Regions from separate parts of the Arachis hypogaea genome. Here region 1 is linked to region 2. The links are chromatin contacts, called in public Hi-C maps. All regions are on one chromosome and are shown on one strand. The core of a region is the stretch at or near the end of the contact, and the rest is flanking DNA. Distances in the headings are between cores, read along the strand shown.

What was found. A called contact is a pair of places that touch in the nucleus more often than the background predicts.
Region 1: a Hi-C map of an unstated tissue shows a contact between it and region 2, with 4 times the contacts expected there. The contact joins the enhancer-like site here to the promoter of LOC112786902 in region 2. A contact is called at or near these places in 3 of 8 Hi-C or Micro-C datasets (leaf and an unstated tissue).

Annotation. Positions count from the first base shown.
Region 1 is chr20:130,415,526-130,422,053 of arahy.Tifrunner.gnm2.J5K5, reverse strand. No RefSeq gene overlaps it. Among protein-coding and RNA genes, the nearest start is that of LOC112784965, 6.5 kb to the left of the region's middle. Within about 2 kb of position 1,638, at least 3 of the 3 cell types and tissues checked have open chromatin away from gene starts, as enhancers often do.
Region 2 is chr20:130,328,833-130,335,121 of arahy.Tifrunner.gnm2.J5K5, reverse strand. LOC112786902 (probable boron transporter 2) reads left to right here and starts at 2,378. Exons shown (of 12, transcript XM_025830282.3): 1 at 2,378-3,860; 2 at 4,026-4,108; 3 at 4,191-4,383; 4 at 4,498-4,636; 5 at 4,744-4,918; 6 at 5,131-5,297; 7 at 5,392-5,565; 8 at 5,689-5,784; 9 at 6,027-6,164; 10 at 6,253-6,289. The coding sequence starts at 3,757.

The sequences.
Region 1 (6,528 bases), core at 389-2,888, 88 kb before region 2:
TTAGACTCACCAAGGATCCTCTTCTGAAGCTAGCAATTCAACCATCAAACCACCAAAAAATATTATGATGCATTTGACCAATGTTGTCTTCAGCATTAAACAAGCAAAAACTCATTTTCTATGGAATTTATCTTGCTATTATACCAATTTTCAGAAAAAAATGTTTATCATACGGGACCAAAACCACATAAATTTGCCATGACCAATAACTTTCTTCATACTTTGGAATAACATACCCCTTCAACAAAAATGAAGAGACTAAAAAAAGTCTCGATGATGAACATAATACTTCATTTTACTCTCATATATATATATATATATATATATATATATATATATATATATATATATATATATATAATACTACTACTACTATTTGTGAATGATAATTTCATAAACATGCCACAATTACGTAGGTATTCATTTCTCGTATTAGGATTAAATTAACTGGCACAAACTTCACCAAATACACAAGCCAAGGCAAGTGCAATTAAGATAAGATATTTACCTGTTTTTAATGGATAAGACTTCTTCCATTTGCTTTCCCTTAACCCATTCAGTAGCTGCAAAAAAAAGAGAGAGAGAAACAGAAACTAAGAACAGAGCAGAACAGAACCATCGCCAGTAATCTCCCAATCTTTTCCCTTTTTTATTATTATTTATTCAATTATTTTTCACTCCAGAAGCTACGTAATATTCATCTACATCATAAAAGATCACAACCATCACTCCACATATCAAAATTCACGAACCCTAGGGTTTCCCTTCCTCTCTCTTTTTTGCCTTTGTAACTCCAATATTCCTTTCGTACTCTTCTAAATAACAAAAATAATCACAAGTTTAAATTTTAAAACCAAAATAATTATATCTAAGCTCGCATATTCGCAACAAACTAGTTCAACAAAAGTTCAATCGATCATGAATATGAACGAAAAAGAAAACTAACCTAGAGAGGAAGAAGCGATGGCGGATCCACAACCGAAGGTTTTGAAGCGAGCATCAACGATCTTGCCGGTTTCCTCATCAACCTTGATCTGAAGCTTCATGACATCACCACAAGCTGGTGCACCTACAAGGCCGGTGCCGATGCCGGTGTCGTCCTTGTCGAAGGAACCGACGTTGCGTGGGTTGTTATAATGGTCCACCACCCTCTCGTGGTAAAACCGCCGTGCCACTGAAGTAGCAGCAGCCGGAGACGCCGCCTCTAACGACGCCGTTCCACCGGTAAGTCTCTTTGCTGCGAGCCTCAGCATCTTTTTTTTGACTTTTTTGTGTTTGTCGTCAGTTAATCAGTTTGGAAATAGAAATTCAAAAAGACAGAAAGAGAGGTGAAGGGAATAAATAGGTTCCCTTTAAGGCGGTTGTTCTCTGTTTACGTGGCGGGTAGACAACAGATGCTTCTTTTTTCTTCTTTTTTTTTTTTTTTTTTGGTTGTTTTCTTCTTTTTATTCCGGATGAAATTTTTGGACAATTACAAAGCGTAGTCTGAATTTTTTGAGCTTAAATAGGATAAATTTACCAATTGAAAGAGGTAATGGTCATGACAAAAAAAATAAAATAGGTAATGTTTATTGGACCTCTATTGGGCCAAGAAGTGTCATTATTTGCTATTTGGAAATCATAGTAAAAGTCCTGACCAAAAACCAAAATAAAAGTTAGAAACTGGCTTGGGCTGGGCTTCGGCCTTGTTAAAGCTGTGTCCAAAAATCATATTTGGTAAAATAACAAAGAGAGAAGTTTAGGGTTTAGGATTTATTACTTAAAAAAACAAGAAATTACCTAAAAAAACAAAGTGAGAAGTTAACTAACTTGGTCAGTTCACTCGTTTATTTAAAAAAGTGTTAGAAATTTTCAAATCATGCATTGTATATATGCAATAATTTATTGGCCAATAACAGATCTTTAAATAAAATTCAGATCCATAATGAATTAGTTTTTACTTTACTAGAATAGGAGATACCTTGAAAAGAAAAAGTGAAGAGTTAATTAATTTATAACTTTAAATGCAATAAGTTTCAACACCTTGATTCAAACTTAATTAGATAATTATTTTTTCACCTTATCCAACTACTCACTTAGGAGAACTTAATATTTCTTTTTTAAAACAAGTGTTTGCAGTCCAAAAATATTTGTGGAGGCGGCAATAGCGGGTTGGAGGAAGAGAGAGGGGTTTGTAATATGAGAAACAAAAGGATAAAATTAAAAAAATAAATTTTGACGAACAATTAATTGTCAAAAACTTTTATGGAGGGATAAAATAAAAAATCTTTAGAAATGCTGGGAGTCTTAAGTGTATTATTTAGAAAAAAAAAAAAAACTGAAATGTGGGCGTGGTTTAAAAATAATGTATTTGCACTTGGGATTATCTCAAAATTTTATGTTTAACATAACCCGGCTTGTAATGTTTTTTTTTTAAAAAAAAAAACAGAGTAAACTGAGAAATTATTCCCAAATGACACTAGACATATATCTAATGAGAAAGTACAGGGAGCCAAAGGCCTAAATGTACAATATGTACAATGGAGGTTTAGGAAATATTAGAGATATGATTATTAGTGTTACATTATCCTGTCAGGTTACGCTTTTGAGATGAGTGGTTTCATGACATTGTATTAGAGTTCTAGATCCGAAAAATCATGAGATGTTTATTATCCTGGTATCCGGATGGTTATTCTGTATAGTATAGGTGATGTTCATTTTATTCATAGACCAAAGATTTAGCCCATTGTACACATTGTACAATTAGGCCATTGGCTCCCTAGCATTACTCATATCTAATACATCTTCTCACACTAATTAACAAAAATTTTTCATTTTAATATTCTACTATCTCAAAGTCTTATGTATCTATTAAAAAAAAAAAGTCTTATGTATAGTTGAATGCCAATATAAAATACTAATATTGTATCAAAATTGATCTTTTAAAAGATTTGTTAATGAAGGAAATAAATCTTATGAATACTATATATCGTCCCAACTGTTGGCCGCTTTTTAAAATATTTGACCAATATCACCTTTTTCATTGATTTATATGTGATCATAATTCATCATAAAATATATAACTATTATATATAGCTATAGTTTTTTTAAGCAACCATTCCCGTGAACAATGAAGACTTAAATATTCTTTTATTCGTTAATTTAGTAAGAATTCTATAACTAAAATGGTGAATCTTAGGGTTGATGGCTTCATGAATTATATATGCTACATACCTATATGTTTGTTTACTTACGGTATTTCCGTTTGAAGGTTCACTACGCACTCTTTCGGATTTTCAGTCCATTTCACTTCAAAGAATTAAAGCACTCACGCATATAACTCTATCTCTATGATAGATTGATAGGTGAACACCAAAAAAGAAAAGAAAAAACTCTACGATAGGTATATATTTTTATAATTGCGTGCTATGTATATATTAAAATTAATTATTTGTATAAAATATACATTGAAAATAAATTAAACAATGTATATTTATATGAAAAAATTAGTGTCAAGTATCATTAAGAGACTTTAATCAATAAAAAAAATCAATCATATCAAAATTATTAAAAAGAACCAAATAGATATTATACTCAAAAATGACTAACAAATAAAACTTAAAAATACAAAATTATCTTATTATTCTCTTATTCTCTCTGTATTTTTTGCTCCATATTTTTTTCTCCTCTGTCATCTCCATCGTCGCCATGCTGGTAACCAATAACAAAGAACATGTTGGCTATAGAGTCTCAATTTCAGCAATTATAGTATGTTATTGTCCAAATGCTTGTTTTTCCTCAATTTTCTCAAACATTTTTTTTCTTCACTAGCACTTTTCTATGAAGAACCTTGTGTTAACATTGATCCTCATTTCAGCAGCATAACGAGATTTCTTATGACCAAAATTATTAATGGGAGTTTAAATATTGGAGAAGTTTGTTATGCACGCAAGGTGCTCGATGAATCTTGCTTCAGCAGCATAATGAATTTCTCATGTCTAAAATTATTTTTATTTTTTATCTAAAAAACTGATAATTACTAATTTATAATAACAAAATAAAGAAGAAGAAGCAAGTGGCAATAAAAATGACGGAGCAAGTAACAGAGAGAAGAAAAGAGAATAATAGAATAATTTTATCATTTTAAATCTTATTTATTAGTCTTTTTTTAGTATAATATTTATTTGGTCCTTCTTAAGAATTTTGATACGATAGATTTTTTTGTTAATTAAAATTTTTTAATGGTCTTTGACACTAATTTTTTTATTATTTATATTTATACATAAATTTATAATGATTGATTTGGTAATTAATTTTTTATACGTATATAACATTTTTTATATATTTATTTATGAAATTTTAAATCATTGCTTAGATGAAATATTTTTAAAATCAAGACTTTGGTTAAAATATAGTATGTCTTTGTATGTACCTTTGTCACTATTATCTACCATAAAAAACTCCACTTTATTTTTCACCACCATGAATCATCATTTTTTTAAATGTGCATGTGTTTGAACTTTTTCAAATAAAATGATGTAATATGTTTGAATTTAAATATTTGATGATATAATAATGTTTTTTTAGTGGCCATTATTTTTTTCTGTCAGAATTTATTTATAATACTAACAGTATATTAATATCACTTTCAAAAATTACAATTTCAACGTAATTTGCTGGTCAAAACCCTCAGCGCAAGTAAACTTTTTCCGTTGGTCGACTCTCAACAAGGACACCAATTAGGAGAGTTCACAAATCAGATTATTTCTACAAACTTATAGTATTTTATCTGTATCTGTTTCTTAATTTATAGATATAATTCAATCCAATTCGTTCTCTAATCGGATTGGATTACAGATATCACATCTTGACATCTATACTTGTGAATTCGATTCGTATATATGTGAGTCTGCATAAAATAATAAATAAATAATGTATATGTTGTATTTATATATTTTTTATTCTAATTAATAATTATTATGCATATATGTTATATTATTTTATTTTTATTATTTAAAAAGTTAGTTTAATAATATTTTAAGAGTAAATATGTCTAAAAAAATAAAAATTTTTTTATTAGAGTGAAAAAAGGATTTTATTAACTTTTTTAATAGAAATAAGTTTATTGAATATATTTTTTATTTAGCGGATATATCTGATACCCAATTTGATCTGAGCATAAAAAATGTGAATATTATTAATAATTAAATCTAATTCAATGAGTTTACTGCATAGTGAATCAAAACTTTGATTATATCCGATCCAATTCGTGAACATTTTTACACCAAAGTAATAAACTACAAAATCTAGGAAAAACCATCACTACAAAAAAAAAAAAAAAATAGCACTACAAGGCAAACAAATTTTATTATTTTGGACTATCAATTAGTCAGCATTAATATTTTATACACAAATTTAAATACATTAATTTTTCTTAAAAATTCACTAACAAAAATTATTTCAAAAGTAATTATCCTCAAAATTAAATCAAAGAACCCTGCTAGCTAGAAGTTGCTCTTGTATTTGCCTTTTTGAATTGAAAAACTATATGTTTTAAGAGAAAATGCTAGAAAACAAGCATTAGATCTATAATATTTCGTTAAAATTATGATGTAATTTTGTTTTCAAAATAAATGTTATTTTTCTATATGTATTTAAAAATTATTCTGAACAATATCTATGTCAGTATATTATTTTTCTCAACATACCTGAATTTTTCTTAAAAAAGTTCATAATGGATATATATTCCAGATTTCTTTTATTTTTCCACCTTAATTTTATCTTATGATAGAAATTTTCTAACTAGCACATTTAATTAGTAGTTAAAAATTAAGGATCTAAGCTGTAATTATCCTTACATAAGTCTCTAATTATCACAAAGAAAAATTTAAAAAATAAAAAAGAGTTTAGATCTAAGCTGCGTAATTATCCTTATATAAGTCTTTATGTGAAAAAAAAAATTCTATAAAAACTAAAAGATAGATCACAGCCTCAGAGAAGACTTTAGAAGATATTCCCTATCAAGAAAACAATTTGTTATTTTAAAATAATTTTCCTAATCGATGCCCTAACAAACATATTAACTAATATTGTTTGACTTATCCAATTATTCGGGTTGTTTAGTAGACATAATAATGCATTTTTAACCAAAAAAAAATCAAATTCTAATAATAACAATCATAATAATTATTAAATTAATTATCAATATAAAATATATATTAAAATATAAATTATAATTAAAAATAAATTAAATAATTAAATAAATATATATTTATAAAATTATATGATAGCTGATTTTTATGGGCACATAATTTTTTTGCGATAACAATGTCTACCAAAATTACTAAACGAAACAATAATTATATCCGAAATGTTGTTATCATATGATGATGTTCTCTATTACAATGGCGACTATATAACAATATTTAATTTTATTACTTATAAATTATAATAACTACCGGTTTTGCCATTGCTTGTTCATCTTTCTTTGCAAGTTGCCATGGCTGGCTACCTTTTGGCATTGCAATCCAGCATGCGAGAGTTTCACAT
Region 2 (6,289 bases), core at 1,129-3,628:
GATGGGGAAGAGGAAGGGGAAGGGGAAGGTTGGGGATGGGGATGGGGATGGAACAGATTGGAAATTGGGAGGGGGGTTGGTTCTACGCTACACCCTTTTTTTTTTTTTAATTAGGGGTCTACGATACGCTTTTTTTTCTTTTTTTTTTTTATATTCAAAACGACGTCGTTTTAAGGTTCCGATGAACGAAAAATGATTCCGGGACTACTATGAGTCCCGGAGTACAATTTCGGGGACGAATTTGAGGAACTATTAATTTTAGGGATCATTTTGAGGCTCAAGTGCAAGTTCAGGAACTATTTTGAGGCTTAACTCATTTAGAATCTTAGGGTGGGGGGTAGAGTTAGGGTTTAGAGATTCTCAACGCGCAAATAAAGTAGAATAAAATTTAAAAAAAATTTTCAATCAGTGAATAGAATTATAATATAGTTTAAATCCTATCATACCCTACTCATTATCAGCACTATAAATATTAAGTACTTTTTTCATTTAAAAGTGATTGCCAATTTGAAAATTTAATATATCTAGATTTAATTTTAGTAAAGAAATTAAGCAAATTGAGTTATAAACGAATGTATTCGCTCTTCTAAATGGCTACTATTAGGTAGCATTTGTTTTGAGGTATTGAAACAGAGACTGAAAGACTGAGATTCAGTATCATGTTTGTTCGTTCAGAGATTGGTACTAAAATTTTTGTCTCTATCCTTAAAATTTCAGTATTTCAGTACCTCCAAAAAGTAGGAACACAGAGGACTAAAATTTTTAGAAATGGAGACTGAAACTTTAATAACATTTTATACCTAAAATATCCCTATTTCAATTAATTAATTCCAATTTTACCCTTTGTACAAATTAAATTAGAGTTTTATTCTTGTTTCAATTTCTGTCTCCCACTTTATACTAAATAAAATACTAAAATTTATTTCAATCTCTGTCTCTTAGTCTTTCTCTCAGTCTCAATCTTTCTATCTCTATCTCTCCACCAAACACTACCTTATAGAATTAATTGATGGAGTAATAAAATGAGGGATCACATAGACATCACATATACAGTATAAAAAAAAATAGACATCACATATACGTTAAAGCAAGGGATTAAAATAATTTTACATGTAGTTTTTTATAGGAACTTAACTAATGTCTGATCTCTCCAAATATATTTTTTAGACAAAAATAATAACTAAAAATAAAAAATATTTTAAAATATAAATTAATATGTTGCTTCATATTTAGGACTCAAATTATTAATTTAATATCGTTATAAGGCCTTACTAAATTTCTTATTCGTGGTCTCAAGTTCAAGTTTTTAGAAGGGTAATAAAAAAAAAGTGTTGGAAAAAAAGAGTCATATAACTCAAGTTGATTTAATAAATCCCTAGCTATATAATAAGGTTCATAATGCATACAAGTTTTTTTTTTTTTTTTTTTTTTTTTACGGATCTTCAGATTAATAAAATAAATTATTGTATATATAAAATAAAATTTAAATTTTAATACTTATTTAATCAGATAAAAAAACTAATTATTTGTCTAATTTAAGTTGATTATAATACCTACGACTATATGTGTGGTGTAAAAAGGACATAGAATTTGTACATCATTTATTTTTTGCTTGTGAGTTTACATGGCAGGTGTGGTGTGCATGATTGACGTTCACTGATAGAGCTTGGACCACCCCGGAAACCCCTAAAGAGTTCTTTGAGAGTTGGACTGGAGTAACAGGTGGGAAGTCTAAGCAAAAGAAATGGCTGATAGGATTCTGTGCAGTTATTTGGAACATCTGATTAGAGCGGAATAGCAGAATTTTTTAGAGAGTAGAAACAAGTGCTAAAGGAGTTAAGATTATGTCCTTCTTGAGCTATAAGGAATGGTGTGGAGTAGATCCGTTTGGTTGTTGATGGCAATGCTAGAGATGACAACGAATTACAACTTTTCTTTATGTTTATGATTTATTTTTGTTGTTCTTAGTTTCTTTTGCTCCACTTTATTGTGTTGAGCTACCTATATTCAAAAAAAAAAAAAACTACGACTAAAATTTTTAGCTTACTTATTATTATTGTTTATAAATCTCAAATAAAATTCTTATTTATTATTAAAAATTGAGATTTTATATAAAATAAAAATTAAATTAAATATATAAAAAGTAAAATTATAACACAATTTAAATCCTAAAAACATATTATGTAATAATTTTTTTTTGAATCGGATGATTTACTCAAAATCATAATATTAAAGGATTTTTAAAAGTAAAGGAAAATTTACCTACTTTTTTTTTCTTCTCTTTTTCTCTTTCCTTTCAGCATGAAACAGCACAAAATCTTTTCTTATTTCACTATTTTCTGTTAAGGAAAATGAAAAAGAAAGCCTAAAATAAAATAACTTTGAACACGCAACTATCATTGTCCTGAACGGTTACCAAAACAACTTGTTTATCTGTGTGTGCTGTTATGTCTTGCTTTATGATTTGTTTACTGTGTCACACTCATTTTAGCTGCTTCTGCTTACTACCTCAGCACTACCAACTCTCTCTTTCTGATATTTCATATTACCACTTTCAATCCTCATTCAAGAAATTTATATATAACTAAACCCAATTGTCCATTACAATCATCTCTGCCACACAAACAAAAATCCCTCTCATTGCACCCTTTTTTGCCTGTTCTTTCAATTTTACAAAGATCTCACTCATATAATAATACTAATTGTCTTCATTTCCTTGTTTTTGTGCTTCATTGGAATTTAGTTTGTTCTTCTCTCTTCTGTGTTGGTCTTTTGGGTTTGTCTCAATCTTTGTTGTGTCTCAAGAATCAAACTTAAATGTAAACTGCACACTACCTGCTTGTTCTTTTGTCTGCTCCAAGTCTTTGCTTTCTTTCCCATTTCTAGTGCTCCTTGCTGAAAAATGTAATTTTGACTTCAGATTAAGGTACCCTTTTGGCTTTTCCAGTTAATGCCCAGATCCTCAAAAGTGTTGTGAAACATTTCCAATCATGGGTTTTTTGTCAATAATGGAATCTCGTTAATCTTTGATTCTTGTGTTCTTTCCATGCTCATTCTTCTCATCAGCAGCTTCTGAAACATAAGAAAATGCAGGCTGTGATGATGGCTTTTCGTTAGTTAGTTAGTTAGTTAAGACACTCTCCGGATATTGCATATGTAACTGGAATGCTGCCACTTTTGCTTCAACTTAGATAGCATATGGAGGATAATCAAGAGAAAGGGTTGGTCTTGGATCTAGGCTTTGCCATGGCTGAACGCTAATCTTCAATCAAAGCTTTGTGGAGAGTGTCTTTTCTTCTTGTTGACTATTGAAGAACAAAATCTCTGATAAAGTTTCGGTTGGATATGTAATTCCAACTGTGTTTTTTTGTTCAATTACTGACTCATTCTTTTGTTAGACATAACCAATATATGTGGAAAAGTTCATAGATTATTATTTGATATGTAAATTCTTAAGCTTGGATTCATTAATTTTTGACCCCTTTATCAAGGGCCTGATGATAATCTTCTCAACAACCAAAACAAAATGAGTATACCTTCTTCCTTCTTTCCTGTTTAGGATGATATGTAGGATTCTGTTTTCCCTGCCCAGAGATTTATCCGAAATTTTGTACATGCGGTCTTAATCAATGTTTCTTTAACCTCTAGAGCTGGCTTAAAGTGAATCAGCATCTTTCAATTTCATCTGCTGCTTCTTTGTAGTCAATAAACCAGAACATAAGATAGACTTTAATTGCTTGGTAGTCCAAGACTTTCATGGAAGAAACATTTGTTCCCTTCCGTGGGATTAAGAATGACCTGAAAGCGAGAATTTTGTGCTACAAGCAAGACTGGACCAGTGGATTCCAATCTGGTTTCAGGTTTGTGATATAATGTTGATGGTTGTTATTTTTGGTAATCTAACTAGCTGCCATAATTTTTAACCAAATCATGCCTGTTGCATACAAAATTTTGAACATTTTGCTTGAGTTTTATACAAGAAAATTTGTTGATGAATCTTGACATTGTGTTATACTGTTATATAGGATCCTGGCCCCAACAACATACATATTTTTTGCTTCAGCAATTCCGGTTATATCTTTCGGGGAGCAACTGGAGAGAAATACTGGTACAAGAAAAATTTTCAGGTTCATTGTAATTTTAGTATTTCAACCACTGTTTGCTAAGAAATGCTTTATCATTTTCTACAGATGGAACTCTCACTGCAGTGCATAGTCTGGCATCAACAGCTATTTGCGGCATTATCCACTCGGTCTTTGGAGGTCAGCCACTCCTCATTGTAGGTGTAGCTGAGCCCACAGTTCTGATGTACACATTCATGTACAACTTTGCAAAGGATAGAAAAGATTTGGGACACAAATTGTTCTTGCCTTGGACTGGATGGTATCTTTTGAGCTCCTTGAATGTTGTGTTCTTTTTAAGTTTAGGATTAACTACAATGAATGTGAAATAACTTTCTCCACTTTATTTATTTATTTTGTCTTATTTTACTTTCAGGGTGTGTGTTTGGACTGCCTTGTTGCTTTTCTTGCTTTCCATTCTTGGTGCATGCTCCATAATCAACAGATTCACACGCGTTGCTGGTGAACTATTTGGTTTGCTAATTGCAATGCTCTTTATGCAGCAGGCCATAAAGGTGAGTATTGTTCAACCATGAGCCCCTTTTCTTGTGGAAACTCCCATTAACAATCACATAAATGAAATTTTGGTTTAATAATAATGTTAATGATCTCCATTTCAAAGGGACTTGTTGAAGAATTTGGTGTACCTAAGAACCAGAGTGAAGGTAGTACTAATCAGATTGCACTCCAATCCTCTTGGCTGTTTGGCAATGGAATGTTTGCGTTGGTCTTGTCATTTGGCCTTCTTTTTACCGGACTACAGAGCCGTAAGGCTAGATCCTGGCGTTATGGGACAGGTATTGGTTATACTTCTAGGTCGAGATCTGAAATTCAGTAATTTACATTTCAGCATAGAGTGCAAATTTGACATGATTTCGATAAACTACTTTCATGTCATCAAGTACTTTGAGGCCTATTTTCCTTTTTCTCAATTGGAAAATGTCTTCCCAGTCAAAAGTTGCTTGTTTTATCAAGATTTCATTCTTCTAAACTGTGGTCACATTAATAGGTTGGCTAAGGGGATTAATAGCTGATTATGGAGTCCCTATAATGGTTCTTGTGTGGACTTCTGTTTCTTATATACCTGTTAATAAAGTTCCAAGGGGAGTCCCCAGGCGACTTTTCAGTCCAAATCCATGGTCTCCTGGTGCATACTCAAATTGGACTGTTATCAAGGTAATGTCACTATATGGAAGGCCTCATTCTTGCTTTGCCCCTTGCAAAGCAAGCATAGTTCATTGCTCAAATTTTCTTTAAAACTTTTTTGTAGGAGATGTTGGATGTGCCGATCTTATATATTATTGGAGCATTTATACCAGCAACTATGATTGCTGTGCTTTACTACTTTGATCACAACGTTTCATCACAGCTTGCACAACAGGAGGAGTTCAATCTAAGAAAACCCCCATCTTATCACTATGACTTGCTAATATTGGGAATTATGGTATGTATCCTCTTTGAAAACCTGTCAATTTAATTGCAACAGAAGTGGTGGAATAGCTACCCACTTTCTACTACATCTAGCAAAATATATCCCTTATGAATTCATATTCATGTTGCTTGCTAGACCATACTCTGTGGGCTTATTGGTATCCCTCCTTCAAATGGTGTGATTCCACAATCTCCAATGCATACCAAAAGCTTAGCTACCCTAAAACATCAGGTGTGTCAGTTATAATAACTTTGAACATATCTCAATCATTAATCATAACCTGACTGTCTTACAGGTTTTCTTGGATTTTGTTCAAAATTACAGTCGAATAATTTTAATTCTCTTAGATATCGTTTTGTTTCTTTTCTCTTAATCAGGTTATTGACAAACTGTTATTGCCTGATTTCTTTAAGTCTTGTCTATTTATAACTAAGCTAATTGATTATGATGGATATTTGTTTCATTTGGAGTAGCTTTTACGAAATAAGCTTGTATCTACTGCACGAAAAAGCATGCGGAGAAATGTGAATCTGAGTCAGTTATATCAAAGTATGCGAGAAGCATATGACGAAATGCAGACTCCTTTGGTTCCTCAAATGCCACCTACCTTGGTAATTTTAATCCTAATGGTATTTCCATTTGATTTGAAAGTTTTTTGATCTTCTTTCTCCTTAATCCTTTGTTTCACCCATCAATCAGGGCCTGAAGGAGCTGAAGGAATCAACCATTCAACTGG